Regions from separate parts of the Arabidopsis thaliana genome. Here region 2 is linked to region 1. The links are chromatin contacts, called in public capture Hi-C maps. All regions are on one chromosome and are shown on one strand. The core of a region is the stretch at or near the end of the contact, and the rest is flanking DNA. Distances in the headings are between cores, read along the strand shown.

Region 1 (4,116 bases), core at 1,006-3,505:
AGTAATACCATATCCTGAAAATAAAAATTGAAAATAGTCCAGCAAAGCAATAAGAAACACATTTTATCTAGTATATAAACAATCGTCCTCATGCTAACAAAGCAAAACACATATAACAAAAACAATAGATATGAAGAGAAAGATGAAGTTATCGTTAATAGAAAACAGTGTATCGAGGAAAACAACATTCACCAAAAGGAAGAAAGGGATGACGAAGAAACTAACCGAGCTAGTCACTCTATGTGGTGTTGAAGCATGTGCGGTCGTCTATAGTCCGTTCAACTCGATCCCGGAGGCTTGGCCGTCAAGGGAAGGCGTTGAAGACGTGGTGTCGAAATTTATGGAGTTGTCGGTGTTGGACCGGACCAAGAAGATGGTGGATCAAGAGACTTTTATAAGTCAAAGGATCGCCAAAGAAAAAGAGCAGCTGCAGAAGCTACGTGATGAGAACCATAATTCTCAGATTCGGGAGTTAATGTTTGGTTGTCTCAAAGGGGAGACGAATGTGTATAATCTTGATGGAAGGGATCTTCAAGATTTGAGTTTATATATTGATAAGTATCTTAATGGTCTTACTCGCAGGATTGAGATCCTTATTGAGAACGGTGAGTCTTCTTCATCTTTACCTCTTCCTATTGTTGCGAATGCAGCTGCACCAGTCGGATTTGATGGTCCTATGTTTCAATATCATAATCAAAATCAGCAAAAGCCGGTTCAATTCCAATATCAGGCTCTTTATGATTTTTATGATCAGATTCCAAAGAAAATTCATGGTTTTAATATGAATATGAATAAGGATTCGAATCAAAGTATGGTTTTGGATTTGAATCAAAATCTTAATGATGGAGAGGACGAGGGCATTCCTTGCATGGACAACAACAACTACCACCCCGAAATCGATTGTCTCGCTACCGTCACCACTGCCCCCACTGATGTTTGTGCTCCTAACATCACCAATGATCTCTAGTCTAAGGGATGTATTTCGAGTGAAGTGTTTGATCGTTTGCATTTGTGTTTTCTCCATTTTATAAGACAAAACTTATATGTGATGTCTTTTTTATTATTATTAATTGTTGGACAATTCTTGCGTCCACACTTATCTTATTTACCCTTTCTTAAGTTCCTTATTAAACTTTACATTTTTTTTAACACCATCAAAAACTTTCTCTTTAAGTTGTTTATTACACTTTACATTTATTTTACACCATCAAAAACTAAGGTCACTAAATAAAAAAAACTATGAAGCCTCATTTTCCCATAGGAGCAATGTGAGACATAGACAAATTGAGTAAACAATTACATCACTTGGTAAACAATTTTTTTAATATTTAATTAGTATTGGTTGTTATTGATTTAAATTTTATATCACTTTCTAAATAATTTAAAATCGTATATTTGTATCAAGTGATGCAAATGGATTTAGATTTGTATCAATTTTAGTGAACTGATGCCACATAAACTAATACGACATCGATTATTGCAATTGATGTTAAACTATAATTCTTGTATCGATTGTAAACAAGTGATTCAAATTAATAGCATTCAATTTTTTTCATGCAACTACTTTTTTGTTTGTAGTATTTGTTGGATAGAACGTAATGTTATGGCTTAACATTTAAACGGCCAGAACTATCCACACTCTCCATTTTGGACAGATCAAGCAATGGAAGGTCAACATTGTTTTGGCTTAACCATCTAGGAGCCCTATTTATTTGTTTTTAATTACATTTTAAGAAAAATGACTAAAAGAAAAAATACAATGAATTAATATATTTAGGATAATACAGTATTCAAATATTTACATTAATTTAATATTTAAAACAGTATAAAGAAAAAGAAACATATCTAATTAGTTTTATAGGTGCTTAAACATATACGAATTCAGTAGTTCTTAGCAAATTTTAACTATTGAACTTTGTGTTCAAAATAACCTTCCTATGATGTCAAATACTGAAACTATTTTAGAACTCTTGTGAGTTATCTTAGCACCACATTTTATCACTTATAACTCTTTTTTTATTATTTTTACCAATAGAAAGTTTATAACCATGTTTTTATACCAATTGAATTTCTTATATTTTTCAAATAATTGTAATACCAAAAGATATTCTTAGAGTAATGTACTTTACAAATTATAAAAGTTGAAAATAGCGATATATGGGCTCCATCTAATGATCTCAATGCGGGACCAGCATGTGATATACGAATGTCTATATACATTATTTTCTCTGTTTTGTAACAATAAACGAGTAATGAAATTATATTTTATTGGCTTCAATTTGTAACAACCAACAAGAGGTCGAATGAGCCAACTAGAATACAGCCCACGATCAATAATCAAACCTATGAAACTTCCTTCTCTCTTTCTTTTAACATTTCCAAACACTATATATACTAATGTCACTTACCTCGATTGTCCATCAAACAATACATTTGAGATATCAATACTCCTGTGAGAACAAAATGAAGCTTTCTTGTGGTACAAGCTTTGCGTTCTTACTTCTGTTTCTTCTTGCGGCACAATCTGTGCATGTCTATGCGGGTAGCTTCCACAAAGACGTTCAGATACATTGGGGTGATGGCCGCGGAAAGATTCACGACAGAGATGGAAAACTTCTTTCTCTCTCGCTCGACAAATCCTCTGGATCCGGTTTTCAGTCTAACCAGGAGTTTCTCTATGGCAAAGCCGAGGTTCAAATGAAACTTGTTCCTGGTAATTCAGCTGGAACAGTGACAACATTCTATGTAAGTTACATACAATTTTCAAACCGTTTTTTGTCATCTTTTGCTATTCCTATAGTACATATATTTAGGCCTACATTAATTGAGTATGTTTGTGTTTATGATGACTTTGTGTAGCTAAAATCTCCGGGAACTACGTGGGATGAGATCGATTTCGAGTTCTTGGGAAACATAAGTGGTCATCCATATACTCTCCATACTAATGTTTACACAAAAGGCACAGGAGACAAAGAACAACAATTTCATCTATGGTTCGACCCAACCGTTAACTTTCACACTTATTGCATCACATGGAATCCTCAAAGGATTATGTAAGCGTAACCTTTGATACTTTGTATAATCTTATATGTTTTGAGGCTATGCGCTCATGAACTTACGTTCTCTTCTGTTTTTGCCCCTCTTACAGTTTTACGGTTGATGGAATTCCTATTAGAGAGTTCAAGAACCCCGAGGCGATTGGAGTCCCGTTCCCAACTAGACAACCAATGAGACTCTACGCGAGTCTTTGGGAAGCCGAGCATTGGGCAACAAGAGGAGGATTAGAGAAAACAGATTGGTCAAAAGCTCCTTTTACTGCTTTTTATAGAAACTACAATGTCGATGGATGTGTATGGGCTAATGGAAAATCATCTTGTTCCGCGAATTCCCCATGGTTCACTCAAAAACTCGATTCGAACGGCCAGACAAGAATGAAAGGTGTGCAAAGTAAATACATGATCTACAACTATTGCACCGATAAAAGAAGGTTTCCTCGAGGAGTTCCTGCCGAGTGCACTTAAATTCTTGATTCTTTGATACATGAATATGTTACTTGGCATTGCCTTTGTAACTCAATCAAGTTTTTATTTATTTTTATCATTTATTTGTTGCTCATATATACAGTATGTGGTGTTTGTGTAAGATGTTTTAAGATTGAAGTAATAAAAATAAATTATGGAAAAAAGCTTTCATTTGTTAACGTAATTAAATTTAACTGGCCGGCTTCACTAGACTTTTTAAAAAGTTAAAAACATAGGTAGAGGAGTTCATTAATTCTACAATAATGCTTTGGAAGAACATAAATCATAGGCTTACTAATATGAAGAACTGATCTATCTGATATGAAGGTACTTTAATACTCTCCCCAGTAAGAACACTAAATTCTTTCATGTACTTGCACTGATTTACTAGTTTTTTGGTAAACAATATATGTTCGATTGTATCTAAAATTGATACATTGTTCTGGTGATCAATATACATTGTATTCTCAATTTCTCATCTTCCAGTTATAATAACAATACTATATGGTTCTTGGTACATAATCTTTTACTTAACAAAAATAATTATAATATATGAGTTCGGAGAATTTGCTTTACCTGAGTTCTCGAGAGTGGT
Region 2 (4,524 bases), core at 1,699-4,198, 140 kb after region 1:
CCTCTGCCGCAATACGGTCGCTGTCTACGGCGTCTAGCGACCCACCCCATACATTCCCGGGATGCATTTCGAAAGAGCTTGGATGATTAAGGTTTTTTTTGGAGAAGAAATATAGAAAGGATATAAAGAGTTCTTTTTTTCTATGGAAAAAATAAGAAGTCTACTTAATTTTGGTTAATGATCGGTGAGAGGGATTTTATTAAAGAGTGAGTTGACCAAAATTGGGTCTTAGGAAATGGGAACGATGTGTCTATATTGTATATTCTAGTAGAATTGTAATCGAATTTTTTTATATTTATTAGTTTGAAGACTTGTTTCAAATAATTTTAATGTTTTTTTTTGGCAACCAAACATTAATTAAAAAGCAAATAATTTTAGTTTATTGATTTTTTTTTTTGCAATAAGCCTACATCAGATTTTAATTTGAATCGAATATAACTATATGTCCTATGTATTTTTTTGGGGCCTAAAAGAAAAAAATATCAATGTTTTGGTAAATGACATGGTTATAGCTTGGTTTCTACGTTCAACAAAACTCGGGCTACTTGTTGTATACCTTGACAAGATTCTACTAAATCTTTTTTCAGACTTCCAGTCAAGTCTTCTAGGGTTCTTAAGTCGGGTTTTTATTTCGGGTTCTGATTGTCTGATTCTAAAGTCTCTTTAGAGTTTGTCATTTGTTTTTGTTGGTGTGATTGACGTCCTCATTCCTAAGTCCGAACACTATGACTCTGATATGTTATTGACAGAGACAGAGAGTGATAATATAGTTTCTGATAGGGAGGATTTGATAAAACAGAGTGATTACATAATGTTTGTGTTGATCCTTCTTAGTTCTTACCGTCTATAGTTTCCCTATTTTTTTAACACGAAATTTCATAGTTTGTGTAACTTGCGGCAGAAAATATAGATAGCTCACATAGCTATGATCTAAATATGAGCATTCGTGTATATGATTTTATGGTAGCTAGCGTTGTTGACAGGCTGCGGTAAATTGGTCTTCGCTAGATGTTGTGAAGCGTATGGAAAATACTATAATGAGCTAATATCTATTGGGCTTTCATTTAGCTTTCGCTATTTATTAATTGGGCTTGGGCCACCCTTCACAAACTGTTTATTTTGTTCCAAGGATTTTTCAGTTGAGAGATTATGTAAGCAAATTTTGTTTTCTTCACGTAACAGAAATTCGATCTAACTTATGTCGAGATGAATTGCTAAAAGAACCATTATCCCAAGTAAAATGTATTAGAAACCTCATACTTGAATGAGGAACCCTAAAATATGTATAGAGGATTGTGATAATGTACTCACTATCAATATAGTCAGTTATAAGTTAGAATTCTGTTAAAAGTGTTAAAATAATGTTTTGTTTCAAATACTTAGTTTATCAAATAAACTTTTTTAATCTTTTTATGTCACCATGAGTTATCTGAATAAAGATGTTTATATATCCGCAAGACTAGTCAAAAGTGGATAGCTCCATTAACTGTTATAGTGTAACTATTCTAGTGTAACAATTCTTAGAAGTATTTGGTTTTACTATTTTAGTCTTACTTTCTATACTTGATTGTTCAGGTAACATTTTCAAAATTGGAGATGATTTTACTTAATCGTAAACTTATTACTTATATACTAAAAAGCTTGTAAGTAGGGCCCGAAATGTGGAAAACATTGTAATTTAAATCCAAACTAGTTTTAGAAGAAGACGCAATGTATATATAATAATGGAAAAATATGAAAACGATATCAGCCAAACATACTTATTATGAATATTAATTGGAGAGAAGGAGTGTAACCATCCATATGGTGTGAATTCTATGATTTTTGGACCCATTGTTATAAACGAAGGAAGAAGACAAAGAACATGAAGACATGAATAGTTTTATTTCAAAAGTAATGAATAAATATATAAATAAAAGGAATGGTTGTCGTTTGAAAATGGGTACGAGTAAATAGTGTTGCAGACTCTGCTCCAACAGTAATTACAACAATGCAATATGCAACCACGACCCACTTGCTTCTATTCATTTCCCATTCTTGTTCTCTCTCCAAATTGACTAATGTTTTAAATGTTATATGATCATGATAACCATTCTTTTTTCTCTTTGCACGCTTCTTCGTTAGGTTAGGTCGTACGTAAAAAGTGATGACCTAATCGTAGAGACCAACTAAATTTCGGTTCTGATTACTTAATCGAGTGTTTAAATTTGCTTAACTTGACATTTGTTACCAAGAAAGGAGAACTAGTAGTGAAAAAAGAGAGTTTAAAACCTTGACAATCGCTTAACCCAAAGTTTTAGAATATTTCTGCTAGTACATAAGGTAAATGTACACATTTATTGTAGTTGTTGTATTGGTTGAATTTGGCTCTGTTGGTTGAGGTTTCAGATTCATAAAAAAAAGTACTGTAGTTACTAGTAAAAATGAACTTGAATTATGGTTGTATTGTTGTTATACAAAAATGGCACACTTTATGAAACCAACTAAAAACAAGTATCCATTTCTGATAATAACATTTTCGAGGATTTTTAAGATATACAACAAAATGCAGAACTATATACAAAGTCTTGTGTCTTGAGAATGTAACTTCAATTATTAACACCAAAATGTCTAAAAACCTAAAGCATCTAAGAAACGGTGCCACTGTCTCTAACCCCTTTCTCAACAGTTCGATACAAAACTTCCATTAATGTTTTTCTATTCCCTTCACATTTGGAAATTCAAACTAAAAATGCATAAACAAAAAATACTATAACCTCATCTTAAAAATTACTAATGTCCCAGTAACATTAATCTCATAGGGTTACTAATCATGGGTTATCTTTTAAACTCCAAAAACAAAGTAGGTATCATTATATAAACAAGTTTCATGGTATATCTCCTAATTTTCCCGTAGAGGAAAGTATGAAGATATATATAGAGAAGAAAGACAGAGTCCGTGATCACTCACTCTCTCTCTATCTCTATATATCGACACACCATAAAAGTTGTTCTTTCTCTCCGTTTCCTTAGCCTCTGCATCTGGGCGATTTTCTCTTTCTATCTCCCTACACCTTAGGGAGTACTGATCCTAAACTCATCATCTTTCTATGCCTTCCTCTTTTCTTTCACTTATTTTCTTTTCTATTTTTTTTCTTTCTTACTTTGCGTAAAACTAGCGAGTCAAAAATAAAGACACTTGCATGATCCTAATATAATATTATATATTGTAATTAGAGAAAGAGAGAGAAGAGAAGAAAGAAAGTGGCAGTAGATTCTTATGGATTTTGGTATAAAGAAACATGAAAAAATGGGTTTGACCGAAGAAACTTTGAGGACGGTAACTTCATTATCAACTTTTCGACTGTATTTATATTTTAGCTTTTGTCAAACCGTATCATATAATATTAATGCGAATTACTAGTAGAGAGTATAATAATAGTAATAACAAAATGCTTGGTTACTGTATGTAAATCCCTAGACAAAAAGAATAAGAATAAAAAGAGCAAAATTCTTCATCCCAAGATCCATCAGGAGAGTCAGAGTCAGACCCCATCTCTCATTTCCCATCTCTCCTTTTCACATTTATTTCCTTTTTTTTCTTTCTAGATACTTTTTTATTTTGAAATTTAATACTAATAACTATACATTTATTGTTATTATTGTTGTTAGAGTCTATGCTAGGGTCCAAGGGTTCATCCCAATATCCCTTCTTCTCCTTAGAAACTCGCAACTTCTTCACATGGAAATCAATTCCCTCTAGTACCAAATCCTATTACTATTGAAGGTATACTCTATAGTTATTTATTTAGTTAAGTATATATATTAAAAATAAATAACATTAATTAGTACTAGTCTTATCATATTTATTAGCTCATTTTCTTATAAAATACTAATATAATAGGAAATTTAAGCACAAGATGAGCTTTGCCCATCGAGAGCCTCAAAACCCAAAAGTCTCTTCTTCTTCACGAGATCCAATCTTTTGCTTTTTAGTAATTAATTACATCTTCTTCCTTCTCTTCTCTCTTCTTCTTCCCTCTCTCATACCTACCTATAAGCAACACAAAGAACACCATTGATCCCATCTGTTTTGTTCCCTATATTTCGTTAATCCATCCATACGCATTCCAACTACACGGTACAAATTTCCATCTCTTTTTAATTTGTTTTTATAATGATTTTAAATCTCTCAGGTTGTCTCTAGACTCTTAGGTCTAGTTACCAAAATTTGACTAGCAATCATATAGCTACAAGTTCCTCTATATCATATAGCTACACATATCTCTAGGTCTGAAATGATCTTTTATCTCCCAAGCATATATTATATATTTGGATGCATACCTTTATGTTTGACTTTCGAAAAGCACCTTCATGTTACTCATTTTTTCCTCTATTTGCTTTCAACAGTTGACAAGAAGGTTGGATCAGTATATATAAGTATACATATACACTTATGTGTGTGTGTAGTGTATGTGCATATATAGCTCACCAAATATCTTTAATACTACTAATTGCAAAGTTTCTCTTATTTTACAGCTTTTT

Evidence for each region. Capture Hi-C pulls out chosen DNA fragments and counts their contacts.
Region 2: a contact with region 1 is called in a capture Hi-C map of root, with 5 times the contacts expected there. A contact is called at or near these places in 3 of 26 Hi-C or Micro-C datasets (leaf and root) and 1 of 3 other capture datasets (root).

What each region holds. Positions count from the first base shown.
Region 1 is chr1:24,254,799-24,258,914 of TAIR10.1, forward strand. It overlaps XTH17 (xyloglucan endotransglucosylase/hydrolase 17), which reads left to right and starts at 2,256. Exons shown (of 3, transcript NM_001334201.1): 1 at 2,256-2,745; 2 at 2,860-3,053; 3 at 3,149-3,682. The coding sequence starts at 2,398. The coding sequence ends at 3,521. AGL38 (AGAMOUS-like 38) reads left to right here and starts at 131. Exons shown (of 1, transcript NM_105204.3): 1 at 131-1,059. The coding sequence starts at 131. The coding sequence ends at 967.
Region 2 is chr1:24,395,195-24,399,718 of TAIR10.1, forward strand. It overlaps AS2 (Lateral organ boundaries (LOB) domain family protein), which reads left to right and starts at 2,949. Exons shown (of 3, transcript NM_001084308.5): 1 at 2,949-3,319; 2 at 4,519-4,524. It overlaps KOR2 (Six-hairpin glycosidases superfamily protein), which reads right to left and starts at 309. Exons shown (of 5, transcript NM_105234.3): 1 at 1-309. The coding sequence starts at 67.